2 separate regions of the Mus musculus genome follow, and region 2 is linked to region 1. A link is a contact called in public Hi-C data. All regions are on one chromosome and are shown on one strand. Each heading gives the region's core, a stretch centred on a gene start, on an enhancer-like site or on the middle of the called end of the contact. The rest is flanking DNA. Distances are from core to core; before and after follow the strand shown. Region 1 has its middle 290 kb from the start of Gm46834. Region 2 overlaps Gm30184 (a long non-coding RNA gene).

The links. Hi-C and Micro-C count contacts between places; a contact is called where the count stands out from the background.
Region 2: a contact with region 1 is called in a Hi-C map of cortical neurons, with 2.5 times the contacts expected there. The contact joins two enhancer-like sites. A contact is called at or near these places in 9 of 484 Hi-C or Micro-C datasets (the C10 cell line, the HL-1 cell line, cerebral cortex and 4 more) and 1 of 9 other capture datasets (embryonic stem cells).

What each region holds. Positions count from the first base shown.
Region 1 is chr3:39,998,995-40,003,089 of GRCm38.p6, forward strand. No RefSeq gene overlaps it. Among named protein-coding and RNA genes, the nearest start is that of Gm46834, 290 kb to the left of the region's middle. Within about 2 kb of position 1,952, at least 5 of the 459 cell types and tissues checked have an H3K27ac peak or open chromatin away from gene starts, as enhancers often do. A contact at or near this core is called in cortical neurons, where this site is marked.
Region 2 is chr3:40,442,555-40,446,649 of GRCm38.p6, forward strand. Gm30184 (a long non-coding RNA gene) reads right to left here. Exons shown (of 4, transcript XR_389710.2): 2 at 3,224-3,375; 3 at 2,547-2,651. Among named protein-coding and RNA genes, the nearest start is that of Gm30184, 9.2 kb to the right of the region's middle. Within about 2 kb of position 1,872, at least 19 of the 459 cell types and tissues checked have an H3K27ac peak or open chromatin away from gene starts, as enhancers often do. A contact at or near this core is called in cortical neurons, where this site is marked.

The DNA of each region.
Region 1 (4,095 bases), core at 702-3,201:
CGTGCTAAATGGTGGTGGAGAATCACATATAAATAAAGGCAGGGAACGTCACAGAAACAATTTATATAGAGAATATGCACCTAAGGATTCCATTCCTGTGGGGAGTTAAAACAGAAAGACAGACAGGAAAAAAAGGAGAAAGGGAGGGAGGGAGGGAGGGAGGGAGGGAGGGAGGGAGGGAGGGAGGGAGGCAGGCAGGCAGGCAGGCAGGCAGGCAGGCAGGCAGGCAGGCAGACAAACAGATGATATATTTTACAGTTTAAACAGCGGCTTTTTACTATGAATGCATTTACAATCGCACAACACTAGTTGACTCCAGTGAAGTTATTCTCTGAAGATCCATTGATCAGAGCCTGTGTTGTGAAACAAGACTTCTAACACCGGCACCCCATTACCAAACAGAACTTTCTCTAAAAGAGGACCAATAGCTCTGAAAGGTAAGAAATAGTACTGAACCCAACAAAGTATTCATGAATAAAAGAAACTCAATAAATACCACAAATGGTATAGCATGGTTGTACTGGTATTTTTAAATCCATCTGGAGAGGAGGTTCAAGTTAAGGAGGTGAAATTGAAGTCAAATATCAAAGTTCCTGTTTCTGCGCATAGCTTCCCTTATATTTCCCCCCTCATTTGCTTAATCACAGATTTCTGGCCTGATGGATTTGAACACAGCCCTGAGATGATATCACAGATGCCAAGGCTCTCAGTGATTTTGTTTATATGAAGTGTAGCTTACAAAAAAAAAAAAAAAACAAAAAAAAACAAACCTTTCTACTTTATAAATTTCATTTATAAAATACTTAAATATATTATTACAGAAATTATTTTTCTGTATTTTGATATATTATGAATCATAATATTCAGAAATAGCTTGAGTAAATAGAATCTAAGCCACTGGTTATTTGGAAGGACCAAAGCATTTATTTTAAGTGCTACTCAGCTTTTAGCTCTTCAGGCTGCTGATTTGTCTGTGAATGTACACAGCCTAAATTGTTCAGACAGACTAGTGTCATCCAGGAATTAATGTCTTCGCTCCTAAACTAGAGGAGATATTCATGAAGCTTCATGACTTTTTAGAAGCTATGTGCTCCTGTTCTCACCAGAATTTAAAATCAGCCAAAAAAAAAAGTTATTTAGAGAAAGCTAACAAATGGGTACTTTACAATTCTAATTAGCTCATAATGTCTGCTGCTATATTTGCATTTGATGGTAGAGATGTTCTTTTGTTAAGAGGAAAAATGGAGAGTCAGGTGTGTTGGCACACACTTGTAATCCCAGGACTGTGGAGGCTGAGGTAGGAAAATTGCAAAATTGAAATCAGCCTGGGTTACATTGCAAGATCTTGTCTCAAATGAGCAAAAAGAAACAAATCACCATTTTGAGCAACACACCTGCCCTAGACTTTTAAAAGTAAGCTTTCAGTTCCCTCAAGAACAAAAATTCAGGTGATAAAAATACATACAGTTATAAATTCCAAGGCTTTTGCACTTTGACTTTTTCCTGTTAATAACATAGTGTTTTTTTTTTTTTTTACCAAAGATGCTTAACCTATGTTAGTAATAAGTGCTTATGCTTAGAAGTCAATATTTTAAGCTGAAGATATACTTGAACCCACAGTATAGGGAGGAATTTGACTGTTTTTGAGCCCAGAAACCAAGAGCAACAGGCTAACTTTTACAATTTCTTGGTCCACAGTACCCCCATTTCCTTGTTGGACAGACATTTTAATGAACACACATGTGTAATGTCTGCATAATCAAATGGCCTTTTCCACTTCGGAATACAGAGAGAAGTAAGATGTTTGTTGTGCCTGAGGGATGACACTGAGGGGTTGCAGAGTCTCCTGCAATAACTCCTGCAGGCAGTTTAGAGGCAGAGGAGATGGGGACTCAGAGAGTGTCCAGGGGCACACAGAAGGCAGAAGGCAGGATCTCAGGAAAGGGACAGGGGACAGGATACAATCAGAACATCTGGAAGAGCAGACCGTGGGAGTACAGGAGAATGCTATCTGACCTGTGCTCCCTCTGGCTTCTGCCAAGGGTCTGGTGAGTCTCAAGACTCTCATCCATAATCAGGAGCATCAAGGGAGGAATTACGAAATAAAGATAGAGGAGTGGAGTGTGACCATGAGAATGAGGAGACCTGGGGGAAGAGAGTAAATAAAGATAAATCGGAGAGAGATCTTAACTGCATCTCCATGCAGGACTAGAGCATGGGGCAAAAGAGAGGAGGAAGAGTAAGAACAAGAGGTTTCTAGAAGAGGGGAAACCATGAAAAGCATCATTAGAGAAGCTACACTTCAAAGAATGAGGGCACATGCCCAGCTATAGTTCTGTGATGTGAACCATTTCTACCTGTGAAGTCAAAAAAGATTGGATTGATAATAGTATCTGATACAGACATGTGCGGATAGCATTCTGCCAAGTTACCCAGGAACTTCGCACTGTTCAAACACCGAAGAGATGTTGGATGAGAAGTCTAGGTTGGCAAATAAGTCAGTTCAATGATAGAGTTGGGAGGAATGACTAAACCGTGCTGTGGACACCATGGTAAGTTTATTAATCAGAGCTCAGATTAGGAGTCTAAATGTTGTGGAATTATAGGGGTGATTATAAGAGAAATTGCAGCCCAACTAAAGAGGCTACTTTACAAAGGTGGTCGGAATAGAAGTGTAGGGAAGCAAAAGATGAACTTATTGCCAGCAGTTTTATGGGATGGAATCTATTTCAAGTTAGAAGCAAACTGAATGATTTCCACTGATCTTATAAGTGCACAGAATATAATACTTTGTTTTATGTAACTTGATACTGTGGCCATTCTGTCTTATATTGGAGTTATAATCAGACATAATTACATTTTCTACGTTCAGGCAGGGGTCCAAAATAAAAGTTCACTGGTCAACTGAAGGGACGCCTGACCTCTGTTGTGTGGCAGTTATCGCTGAGATTGAAACATTTCATCCTGCATGGAAGCTCATTAAGTCTTTTAGGAAGTTTCTGAAACTGATCAACTTTACTAGGCCCCTCCCTCCCCAAGAGTAAACAGTAAAGACTACTGAGTCATTCCCAGAGGTATACATCTGCAAAGAAGACTCTGAGACAAGCCCAACCACCTGGAACAAGCAAGGACCAGTCAAAGAAACAGCCTGGAGAGAGCGGAAGCCAGAAGAGTTGCCTGGAAGAAGCTCAGACCACCTGAGTCATGGGAAAGAATACTCTCCAATGTACTGAATTGCCTGCAGGCCATGTAGTATGCACCAGGTTCCCAGCTTTGGTTTGTCATGGGTTCACTATCTGGGATAAGCATATGTGTGTGTTGTGTTTCCCCAGGAAATCTACCACACAACAACCCATGAAAAATAGGGTAAAAATCATGTTCATAGGGCAGTTGGCACACAGAGTTTGGGACAGGAAACTACAGGGTGCATTCAGATGACAATCAGTAACTGAATAGTTTACCAACAGGTAGCTTTATTAAGAATTAAAAGAACAGCCTAGCAAGTATCATAGAAGTTTCCAGCCCTTGAAGAGACATCTGTCTAGACAACTAGTCTTAATAAGTCATCCGTTCTTAAGCCAGGAGAAGGCAGAGTTGCAATGATGAGCACTGTGCAGATGTCTCAGGAGGCAGGATGTTTGTTCCATCTCATAAGGCTGAGCCAACATTTCAACTCCTCCTTTCAGCAGTGGAAGTGCCTTCTATGACAGAAGCTGGACACAAAGTCCAGCAACCATGTGTTAAAGGTATCTACCAGCTGCTGGGACCAGCTGTAGAAGCAAAGCATCTTCAGAATATGAAATCTGCATCTATAATTCCTTGAAGAATAGAAAAAAGTCACTTATCTCAACAAGTACACTTACTGTAAGTGTAAAAAGGACGTTATCATGAACTAAGATTGCTCATGATATAATTTCAGTTGTTTTTCAGGGAAGAAGGATGACAAAGATAACCAGAAAATCTGGGTGAAGAAATAATGTGAGGAACACAGTGACATTAGGAGATATTTGGGAGCTGGGTGCCGTGGCACATGCCTGTAGTCCCAGCTACTTGGGAGACTGAGACAGGAGCAGGTATTTGGGAATGTTCATTCTT
Region 2 (4,095 bases), core at 622-3,121, 440 kb after region 1:
GTAACTCCAGCTCCAAGGAAACTGGTGTCCTCTCTGGCTTCCCTGGACTCACATATGTTGCATATATTCACACAGGCTTACTCATAAACAAAGTAATGGGTTTGTTTGGTTTTTTTTTTTTTTTACAAGAGAAACAAGACATGCGGTGGCACATTTTAATCCCAGAGCTTGGGAGGCAAAGCAAGCATATTGTTGTGAGTCTAAAGGAAAAATCTTAAGAATTTGTGTTGAAGGCCTCAATCTATGAGAGATAACTCATGTGGTCTGCTCAGCCTGCCCTGTGCGTTGGCAGTCCAGTGGTCAACCGTGTTAGCTGCAATTGCTGTGCCATGAAGAGGAGTCCATCTTAGCCGAACAGAGCGTCAGAAGAGCGGAGCTGACACTTAGGTGACCACCATGTTCATATCCAGTCGTTTAAGGTGCTGACTCCCATGACCACCAACAGAAAGAGTGCTGCCAAATCCCTGCCATCTTCGATCCCGCTTTCCACAAAGTACACTGTCATCCTGATACCAAGGAAAGACTTGCAAGCTCTGCCTTACCAGGAGAGGAATGAAGGAACCAGACACAGAAGGACTCTGAACCTATAGTATATACACTGTAGACATTGTAGGTTGTATGTTATGAGATTTGGGCTATTTATAGAAAATGTCACACCAGAAATTAGTGAGTGTGTGTGTGTGTGTGTGTGTTCACAAGACACACAATTAGGAATAAAGAGCTACTCAGCCCACTAGACTATTCATGGAGACAGGAAGGGGTAATGAGAAGGAATTGGTGAAGTAAAGAATCTAGTGAAATGGTGACCTGAGTGCAGGGAGTGATGGGAATGGGGATAGACTAGTTAGTGAACTTGCCAAACAGGGCTCAGTTGGGAAGCGCAAGGGAATCAAGCTGTTGGGACAGCCAGTTCTTGATGGATTGATTAACTTCCAAATACCCATAAGGAGCCTCTTGTCTTTAGAGAAGAATCCAACATCTGGTTATTTAAAACTTGACCAGACTCCTCCTCATTTAAATCAACAGCTTGTAAAAGGCCAGAACAATCTTAATAATAATGGGTGGGTCGAATTCTCAGCCCACTTCCTACAAATAACAATTACACAAAAGGAAAGTTGGTAAGTCCTTGCAAGATTATCAAAACCAGTAACCATCAGGGAGGACCTTGAAATTGTATGTTGTTTCAATGGAAATCACCATTGAAACTGTTAAGAAGGACATCACGTGAAGCTGGGATCCATCTCTCAGGACAAGGGTGCATGTTGTTCCTCCAGAGGACAGGAGTTCAGTTCCCAGCAGCCAAGTCAGTCAGCTCACCATCCCAAGGTGCTGGTAACACAACAAAGTCCTCTTAACTGCTCAGCCGTCTTTCCAGCCCTGAGAGAGGTGACCGGCTGTTCAACCTGTGCAGTCTGTGCCTGTCCCTGTGCTGTGTGCTGCACTGTGTGTTATTACTGTCATCTTCAATCTGAGCGACTGGGGTCCCTCCCACCAGGTCTGCACGAAACTGGGTCTACTGACGTTCCCACGGACTGAGGAGAAAAGGCTCACAGAGATATGTAAGGATATCATGAGGATATGTGAGCAGCATCTGCTGGGAGGGGGTGGCTCAGTGAGTCGCGATGTAGCATCCGTAAGTGCTCTGTTGTCCTGCGAGTAACCTCAATAAGCTCAATGGTCCTCTACTCTGCAGTTGGGTGGAATCCATTTGGTCTGTCTCTGCCCTCTCTATTTAAAGTTAATGGAAACAGGCTCCCCGTGGAAAACCACGCTGAAACCTCTCAAACCCTTCTTTGATTGTGTTTTCTGGATGTCACCGAGATAGAAAATGCTTTTCAAAGCGTTCTTTTCCATATAGAACTTGACATTTTGAAGAGTCGCAGCTCCCCCTAGTGGCGGACCGCCGCGGTCCACGCTCAATTTACTTCTCAGAGAACAATAAAGTTTAAGCAAAGCTTCTGAGACATGGTTTCTTTTTTTTTTCCCCCTATAACTACTATAAAAGCTAATTCCTGTTTCTGAGATGGAGTATGGCTTCCAGGAGATGACCTGCAACTCACTGAAGAATGATTGTGGTCTAACCGAACACCGTATCTGGGCAGCAGGGAAAGACGTATTAAAATACAAAAAGTTTAGCAGGTTGTGAGACACAAGTCTGAGTTGGAATCTGCATTCTAGTCTCGTTCTGTTGATGCCTGGAGATGAGATGTGTGGCCAGAAATTGGATGCGACAACACTTCCCTTTCTTCATCTATGATACGGGGTTGGCAGCATTAATGAGCCACAGGGACCTGCGATTGAGGGTCTGTAGTGGAGACACAGGCCCTACAACCTAAAGACGGGCAATGGCTCAACAATTCCAAAGACCTGAGGTGGCCACTCTGACACATTGCCTACGGCCCATGTTTACTCTCTGACCCCCCACAGTGTGCTATCTAAGCACTCCAGGAAAAGAAAAAAGGATTGTTTAACCCTCACAGCAGTGATCCCATGAGATAAACATTACCATCAAACTCACATGCAAGAGAAGGCAGCTTGAAACTCACCCAATTTCACACCACCAATAATTGGTAAAAGCTGCAAGTCCGTGCTCCCATCTGTCTGCCATACTTCCAGAACACCACTTTCAGGGTGGGGGTTGAGGGGGTGTCCTGAGAAGACAGCCAAGAGTATGTGGGATCTTCAGTCTGACTATTAATCCCAGTCTTTTTTATACAATTTTTAAAAGATAATCAGCATAACCAACAACAGCCACAGAATTTTGAGTTAAAGAGAAGATATGAAATAATTACTCTAGATCCAAACCTTGGACTTTAAAGAACTTCTGAAAGCTCAGGAAATGTGCCCAAAACATTGCATGAAAATACATATATGTGAGTGAGTGAGTGTGTGTGTGTGTGTGTGTGTGTGTGTGTGTGTGTGTGTGTGTGTAGCCTCTTTGTGTATACAAACATTGTGTAGATTATTAAGTGAAATGAAAATGAATCCCCAGAGCATGCACAGTTAGACCAGGACAGTGAGAAGAGAATATCACAATTTTTATTCTCTATTTCTGCTTAGTTCCAAGATCCATCTTCCACATTTTCCACAATTCTAAAGGTACTTTTGACAAAGGGATTTATCTCTATAAGACCCTCTAGTTCTGATTTTCTATTATTTTGAACATGAGAGAGATGGGAGAGGGGCGTTGAATTTTAAAAGTCGAATAGGGAAGAGGGCTTACCTTCTAAGTCGTTTCCAAATTGGCTCCTCAGAATCCTCTGGAGAAATCAAGATAAAAATCCCTCTGCAGTCTGGGAGAGGACATCAATCCCAGGTCTGACAGGCTCTCCTTCATTCTGTGATGGTTCCTTCTAAATGTCAACTTGACACAATCTAGAATCACAGGAAAACAAGTCTCAGGGAAGGGTTATCTGGATCATGGCAGCCTGGGATCATGGTGGTCTGTGGGGGACTGTCTTGAATGCCTTAAATCCATATGGGAAGACCCTGCCTGGACGTGGGTGACACCATTCCACAGCTAGGAGCCCTGATCTGGATAGGAACAAAGGAAGCTCGCTGAGCACCACACCCAGGCTTTTATGTCTCCATTTCTGACTCTGTGCATGACATGACCAACTCCCTGTAGTTCCAATCACCTTGACCCCTCACTCCCCAGTGAACCGTAAGCTAAATCAAACCCTTTCTCTCCTAGGTTGTTTTTTGTTGGGGAATTTTCTTACGGCAAAATAATTGAAACTGGGAGAGCCCCAGTGTTCCTTTCCCTCTGACTGACATGGAACACGCCCTGTTGACAACCAAGTGCAGACCAGAACTGTCATCCGCTGTTGATATTAACACACCAACTGATGCTGATAAATTTTAACTTTAGATTTAATGTCTTTATTTTCTTTAAGAAAAATCTTTCTTGACTAAAGAACAAATTCACTAATTAAGAAGATGCAGGGGTTAGACATATAACCTAGTTAAGAAGATGTAGGGGTTAGACATAAAGCCTAGTTAAGAAGATGCAGGGGCTAGACACATAACCTAGTTAAGAAGATGTAGGGACTAGACATATAGCCTTTTTGAGGGGGCAGTTGCCTAACATACAGA